Regions from separate parts of the Nothobranchius furzeri genome. Here region 1 is linked to region 2. Evidence: chromatin contacts called from public Micro-C data. All regions are on one chromosome and are shown on one strand. Each heading gives the region's core, a stretch centred on a gene start, on an enhancer-like site or on the middle of the called end of the contact. The rest is flanking DNA. Distances are from core to core; before and after follow the strand shown. Region 1 overlaps slc4a7 (solute carrier family 4 member 7). Region 2 holds the start of slc4a7 (solute carrier family 4 member 7).

Region 1 (3,822 bases), core at 882-3,381, 45 kb after region 2:
AACCCTAACCCTGAGTTTTTAACCAGAACCAGCAGAATATGAATCTATTTTCTGTTTTCTGGGTTTTGAGTCTGTTTGGCCCTCACAGAGAGTCTGAACATGTTCCGTTTAATGTCCTGACCCGTTTGGTTCCATCCTCAGTGACTACCAGCTCTCCTACCTGTCCCTGAGGACCAGTATCGGACTATGGACGGCGTTCCTCTGCCTGCTGCTGGTAGCCACTGATGCCAGCTCCCTGGTCTGCTATATCACCCGCTTCACTGAAGAGGCCTTCGCCGCTCTCATCTGCATCATCTTCATCTACGAGGCTCTGGCCAAGCTGGTTCACCTAGGGGAGGTCTACCCCTTCAACATGCACGACGAGCTGGACAACCTGACCTTTTACACGTAAGGCAGACCATCCCCAGTCCTCCAAATCATCCCCAACACTCTGCTAGTGGGACCAGAATTGGGTCAGGGTCAAAGTTCAGCAGATTATATGGAGAACTGCTGGGTTACAGAACATTTATGTCTAGCTAAATCTCTTAAAACAATTGAAGCTCATTTTTCTCATTTAAAATGAACGAAACAAACTTCTTGTGGTAGTTGGTCCAATTCTGAAGGACCAGGATGTGTTGGTCTGTAATGAAAGCAGGTTTGGACTGAAGTTCTGAGTCTTTTCCAGGTGTCAATGTTCTCCACCTGCCAATGCTTCCCTCGAGGTCCAGGAGATCTGGAGGAGCAGAAACGTGACATCTGAGAACGTGGAGTGGGAGCTGCTGAGCGTGAAGGTAGGACACCTGATGGTTCTGGTCCAGCGTCACTAGTAACACCTTCCAGAACATCATCAGAACCCAGGAAAGTTGCTTAGGTTTCAGGACAAGAGACCAGGGGCCTCATTTATGAAGCTTGCTTACGCACAAAACGGGGTCGGAAAACTGCGTAAGCAACTTTCCACGCAAACTTTTGGATTTATAAAAGAAAACATTGTGGAAAAAGGTGTGCAACTTTAAGCTGACTAAGGACCTTACTTAGGCACATTTTGGACATGGAGAGCTCCTGCAGCGCTGCTCCTGAGAAGGATACAACTATGAATTCCAGCAGCGTTATCACTTGTACTGCAGTGAGATTTGGTTTTGTTTATATTTTAATGACGGACACATTTGATCTGCATTAATAAAAGGCTTAAACGTTACTGGCCTCCTCTGCATGGTCAGTGTCTCTCTCCTTCTCTGGCACGATGCCATGCACGCTTGCCAGTCCGAGTACAGCTGAGTTCCTAACGGCGAGCGGTGGGGGATCAGAGGTGCTAGGGCCTCCGCCAGTGGCAGACACACTCGTGGTGGTGGAAAAACATCCATTTTTTTTATTTTATTTTTTGCCTCCACCTTCAGATCGGACCATTTTTTATATCCGCCACAGATCTCTCTGAAGAACTCGGCATTGACGGCTTCAGCAACGCTGTGCCACTCTGTGGATTTTCTCTTATTTGTTTTGCAAAAGCACTTCTTTTCATTTCTCCACCTCACCCACAAGTACCTCAACTTCTGCTTGTGAAATAGCGCTTCCTTGACCTGCGGTCGCCATCGTTAATGGCGGAGCGCTGCAACGAGCCGGCTTATATTTATGCATGAGATCCACAAGGCACTTTGCATTGACCATTTATGGCAGAAAGTGGGCGTGGTGAGGGCGGGATGTGACTCAGAAACAGCTGAGAACCTTTCTAGTTAGTCTCTGATTTATGAAGCGGAGATTGCGTGCAGCTGTGCGTACTCCATGTTTTATAGATCACAAACCTACTTGGCTTAAGTACAGTTTTTTTAAGGATTCTATGCAATGTTTTATAAATGAGACCCCTGTTCTGTTTGTTAGGAAGTCTAGAGCGCCACCTGCTGATCAAACTGTTATGGGGGACCTAAAAGCATCTTCAGGTTAAATTCACCTGGATCAGGTACAAGGTTTTAATTGTGGAGACCTGATCCTGAGACTGGGTCGGAGGTTAGGAGAAGATTTAAATTAACAAACTGAAAAAAGTTTCTGTTAATTTTTCTGAATGTGAGACGGAAAATTTTTTTTCTTCTATTTCCTGTCAGTTTGAGTCACAGCAGCATCTAGAGGCCATCAGAGAAACTGCAGCTCTGTCTGCTTTTCTGTCTGCAGGAATGTCTGGATCTAAACGGAAAGTTTGTCGGATCGGCCTGCAGCCACCACGGTCCCTACGTCCCTGATGTGCTCTTTTGGTCCGTCATTCTCTTCTTCACCACCTTCTTCCTCTCCTCCTTCCTTAAAAAGTTCAAGACTAAGAGCTACTTCCCCACAAAGGTCCGTCTGTCCTCTAACAGGAATAAAGTACAGGTTTCTGGTTCTGTTTTTCATCAGAAGTAAATGAATTCTGGTTGGTTTCCTCCTGGTTTAACGTCTGAATCAAAGAGCTGTCCAGTAAAAGTCTCATCCAGCTAAAGTTCAGGTCTGTGGTCAAACACCTGGAAAAAGCTGAACCCAACAGTCGGTGTTTCCATGGTAACCAGGACTGATGTTTCTATAAACCAAAGACGCTTACAGTCAGCACCACCTGCTGGTGACTAAAAATCTGTTACCAAAGGTCAACATGTCTGAAATCTAAAATATTGTGTGAGACAGGAAGTGATGTCATGTCTTTGTCAATCTGGAGATTTTGAATCTAACCCTGAAGTCCGATTAAAACCGATTTTACGTCGTTGTTTATTTAACTTAGTGCTTTGTGCTGTGAGACGAGTCCAGCTGTTCCAAACCGACCAATCAGGTCACAGTTTCATTACATCACAGCTGATCAGCGGCGTCAGTTTTTAAAACTGGTGGGGATGATGTACATAAAGGTGTGTGTGGCTTAAACTGCTGGGGACAATTATTTATTTATATATAGGTAGTTGTTTAATGTTTAATTATAATACACACTGCTGTGTATTAACAGGAGTTGTTCTTTACCTTGTTTTGCTAAAGTTTCAGCTGCTTCCTGTAACCATCCTCAGAGCTGTGACGCTGTTGGTGGCGTCACTTCCTTCTCTGTTTATCAGTGAGCGACAGAGGACAATGATGACCTGTGCTGCCCGCGCCCTCCTCGTTGATGATGCAGTCCCATGCATGATCTAATGTTTAGACTCCATCGTCTCTGTTCGTCTACATGGGCAATGAGCAAAGGGAAACAACAGCAGAAAGGAAAGAACAACCAAAACAAAGAACAGAAATCCAGAAAAACAAGAACCAAAACAGAGATGACTCTTCCATACATCAAATGCATAACAGAAAAAATATTGACAACAATGAAATAGTACATCCAAAACACAAGATATCCGCAGGAACAAAAATGTGGAGTCATTTACAAAGTCCCAGCAAACCGGACGCCCACTCAACACACGAACAATGGAACATCAAAGAGGGACGATGGGGTCTGCATGTTAGATCACGCACGGGCCTGTGTCGACGACGAGGAGGGCACGAGCATCAGAGGGCCACATCATCCTCTGCTGCTCGCTAATAAACAGAGAAGGAAGGGACGCCACAGCTCTGAGGATTGCTACGGGAAGTAGCTGAAACGTTGGCAAACAAGGTAAAAAACAATTTGTTTTCTGTGTTTTAAGACAACCAAGAAATGTGAGTTATGCTGTAGTTTTTAAGTCAACAAGCGATTAAAATAGTGTGTGTGTGTGTGTGTGTGTGTGTGTGTGTGTGTGTGTGTGTGTGTGTGTGTGTGTGTGTGTGTGTGTGTGTGTGTGTGTGTGTGTGTGTGTGTGTGTGTGTGTGAAACAGCATTTCCTCTTGCTGAAGGTGTTTTGATCTGCAGGTGCGATCGGCTATCAGCGACTT
Region 2 (3,901 bases), core at 1,356-3,855:
GAGGCAGCTGATAGGCATTGTCAGTCCAAGCAGAATGCAGCTCAGGTTGTTGCTGAGACAAAAACATCAGAGTGAGAGGAGTTTGGTGAGACCACGGAGGAGTGATTCTGGTCCATTATCTGGCATCTCAAGATGGGAAAGCAATGCACAACCAAAGATGTCAATGGTGATGACGGTGTGCTGCTGACCTTAACTGGGGGATGTTGTGGGTCGGTGGGCGAAGTACTTCAAAGACCACTATTTCAATGGCGGTGTTGAGGGGATGTGACACGTTGTAAAGTGGGAATCTGTTTTCATGGCCAAAGGATCAGGTCTCACAGTGTTTCGCAGCCAAGTGTGAAGCAGCTGGGATGAGAATCAGTTCCTCCAAACCTGAGACCACATTCTTGCAGTTGGACTATTGCAATGGTCTCCTAAGTGGTCTTCCCCAAAAAGCTGTGAAGCAACTGCAGCTTCTTCAGAATGCTGCTGCTATGTCTTAACAAGAACCAAGAGAACAGAGCACATCACTCCTGCTCTTAGATCCCTACACTGGTTACCAGTAAACTACAGAATAGATTTCAAAGTGCTCCTACTAGTTAATAAATCACTCAATGGCATGGGACCAAAATACATGTCAGATCTCATTCCTGTATATACACCCAATAGGGCTCTGAGATCCTAAGGAAACAATCAGCTGGTAGAACCTCGGGTCAGAACCAGACAGGATGAAGATGCTTTTAGCTACTATGCTGCTCACATATGGAATCAACTCCCCCATGACCTCAGATCTGCCCCAACTCTAGTATTGTTTCCATGACTACCTAAAATAGATCAGATGAAGTCATGTGACTCCCAGCAGGTCAAAGGTAATCTGAAATATTAATTTAGAAGCTGTTGGGCTTGTCTACTGACGGCTGATTTATGTAATCTGCTCCTCTATAAAATCTCAGATTCTTCTGCCTGACAGATGAGAAACATGGATTTATGACATCATAGCCAGGAGTTTTTATTTTATTAGTTTGTTTGTTTTGTGTAATCTTGGATCAGACTCCAGCAAAGCAAATTTACAATCAATTATTCTCTCAGATGACTTATTTTCTTTTCTCTAACAGTTTCTCCTCTGAGCCTGGAGCTTCTGGTGTTTTGACATTTCTTCATAACCTCCAGCTCCTGTTCAGCATGATCCAAACAGCCATCTTTATCTGAAACAAGCCTGAAAACACCCCACCACAATAAAAACCCTTACAAATATAAAATCGGCTGAACATCAACAGGAAACAGAAGCAATCAAAAAAACTGAATCTATATAAATTGTGTATTAACAATCATTAATAAATGAAATTATTGAAAAAAAGTCTAAAATCCCCGAGAAACAAGAGTCAGACCATCAAATATTTAGTCATAATTTTCCCACATAAAGAAGAGAACAAGTTTATTTGTGTATCTGGTTGTGCAACGGCATGAAAAACCTCCTCATGGGTTGTTCTGAAAGAAAACTTAGAAATAAAAGGCCGAGAGTTCTGCCAGAGTTCTTTGTGGAACAACAATGACTTTTGTGTAGCGAAGTAATCTGTCAGGATTACAGCAACAACAGGATCAGCAGGAGGGAAACACCAACCTGCTGATCGTAGATAAGCTGCAGAAAGGTTCAGTTTTACTGTGAAGCTCGCTCATATGGACGGGACCGGGTTTTCTTGACTGGGTTTAACATCCATTTGTCTTCCATCAACACCTTCACAGTTTAGAGTTTCCAGAAGGACCAGGGTGTGTTATCTCTCTGGAAAAATAGACTTTCTCTCTGCTTTACAGATTCTAAATGTGTGTGACCCAAAGTGAGGTGTGTAGTCTTACAGGTGATCATGATCCTGTCATATTACCATCATGCTCCCATTATATTCCCATCCGTTTCCCATCATATTCTCATTCTGTCACCTTCATGTTTTCCATCATGTTCCCATTAGATTCCCATCATATTTTGATCATGTTCCTATCAGGTTCCCTTCATGTATATAAAGTTAAAGTATATATGACCTTGCAAACACTTTATTTCATGTGAGATGATATGAAGTGATTGTTAAATTAGAAAATTCTGAGTATTATTAAAATAAAGTTTCTGAAATTGAGTATTTATTTTTGATACACTTATAAAATGCAATTTCTGCTCTTTGTTTTTTTTTTCTTTATGGGTAACTTAAATGTTGATACTCAAATATTAAAACACACTGATTTTATTTCACAAATATAACCAAATATTAGTCCATCTGGTAAAAGTGTCATTTCAGTTACTTCCATGTTAGTTTTGGAAACTGAATTTCCCGAAGGAATTCACCCGAGGGATTAATAAAGTTTTTTATTATTTATTATTATTATTATTCTTTCACGTTAAACGTTGATGCTGACATGTTTCAACAGTGATAGGTTTTTCCTTCTTCATATAGAACAAATATTAATTCTGAGAATGCGAATTAAATATGAATCAATGAATTAAATAAGTAAAAAGGAAAAGCTAATGAGAAAGATGATTATTTTGTTGTGACTAACGATAATCTATATTGGAAGGCCTAAGGCGGAGCTAGCATGCTTTGTTGCCGGTTAAGCTCCACCCATTTTACTTTCTAGCTCTGTCATTGGTGAAACTAAATCCATCTCAGACTCGTGATTTTATAATGGAGCTGTCAATCATAAAAAGGCGGAATTTAGACCCCGAGTTAATATATTCCAGGCAGTTGTAAAATCGTGGCGGAGAAAAACGATTGAAGAGCCGGCGGTAGTTAGTTGGATGAACTTGGAGGACCAGCGGCGGATGAAGAAGAGGGAGAAGACTTTTCACCGTGTTTTTCTGGAGATGGAGGACGACAGCAGCGAGCAGATGAAACCGCTCCTCACATCTGTAAGTTCCGCCACTGTCTCTCCTCCGCTCCGGTGTACCTGTTAGCTGTCGGCTAGCGCCTCCTCAGCAGGCTGGAAGGAGAAGAACCGCTGCGAACCCCCGTGTGTCTGCGGGACGGAGTCTACGGTCATAAAAAAGTTCCGTTAGCCAGAGCTAAGTTTGGTTAAAGCGTTCGTTAGTTAGTGGAGCCCGTTCACCTGGTGGGAAACAAAGGCTGGCAACCGAGCGCTTTTGTTTTTAAGGACCACCACGTTGATGCCAGGAAGTGAAGCGAACTCAACGGACTCCCTTTAATAAACCGGTGATTTGAGGTTCGGAGACCCTCCGCTGCATATTTCTACGCAAACAAAAAACAGTTAGAAACATTTTTGACGTATAATTCGCTAATCTTCCAATCGGCGCCGGTTTCATCCTCCTTTATGAGCATATTTAGTTCCGGGGCCGTTTTCATACCGGCATCGCTGTCATCTGTCTAACCGTCACCATCACTCGTTTGTCAGAGAAAGGACCACGTTTCACGTTAAAAGTGACGGGATGTGTCTGACTGTAGGAAACGTCTCCGTAGAGGACTTTGTGAAACCCGTTGTGGAGAAAAGTTAGCGGAGCACGTGGCGATGATGTGATTCACATGTAGGTCATCCGGTGTGGCCAGCAGCCCGGAGGGAGCGGGACCACCGAACCCAGCCCCGATGGGGATGATGCTGACCTCGGAGAAGAACACAACTCATGTGAATCAACTCAGACAGGTTGCCAGGATGCTACCGTTGTTGCCATGGTGACGGGAGGATTAAAATCCCATCTAATTCTCTGCAGTTTTTGTAGATAGGAGGATGTTTAGGTTGACACGTGGATCCTTTGAGACCTCCAGCTGTAACAAGCTGAGTGACGTTCAGGAGTCCCTGTCAACACAGATGAGACGTAACCTGTCCGACTAGCAGAGTGATGCTGTTAAACTGGTTCCATAGTCTGACTGAGCTGCTGACATACACACACACACACACTGGGCTGAGATGTTTGCTGATTTCAGGA

Evidence for each region. A called contact is a pair of places that touch in the nucleus more often than the background predicts.
Region 1: a Micro-C map of tail fin shows a contact between it and region 2, with 5 times the contacts expected there. The contact joins the enhancer-like site here to the promoter of slc4a7 in region 2. A contact is called at or near these places in 2 of 2 Hi-C or Micro-C datasets (skeletal muscle and tail fin).

What each region holds. Positions count from the first base shown.
Region 1 is chr5:59,563,675-59,567,496 of NfurGRZ-RIMD1, forward strand. It overlaps slc4a7 (solute carrier family 4 member 7), which reads left to right. Exons shown (of 25, transcript XM_070551805.1): 14 at 142-387; 15 at 665-770; 16 at 2,140-2,301; 17 at 3,800-3,822. Among protein-coding and RNA genes, the nearest start is that of zgc:153896, 11 kb to the right of the region's middle. Within about 2 kb of position 2,132, at least 1 of the 3 cell types and tissues checked has an H3K27ac peak or open chromatin away from gene starts, as enhancers often do. A contact at or near this core is called in tail fin, where this site is marked.
Region 2 is chr5:59,517,944-59,521,844 of NfurGRZ-RIMD1, forward strand. It overlaps slc4a7 (solute carrier family 4 member 7), which reads left to right and starts at 2,606. Exons shown (of 25, transcript XM_070551805.1): 1 at 2,606-2,872. The coding sequence starts at 2,762.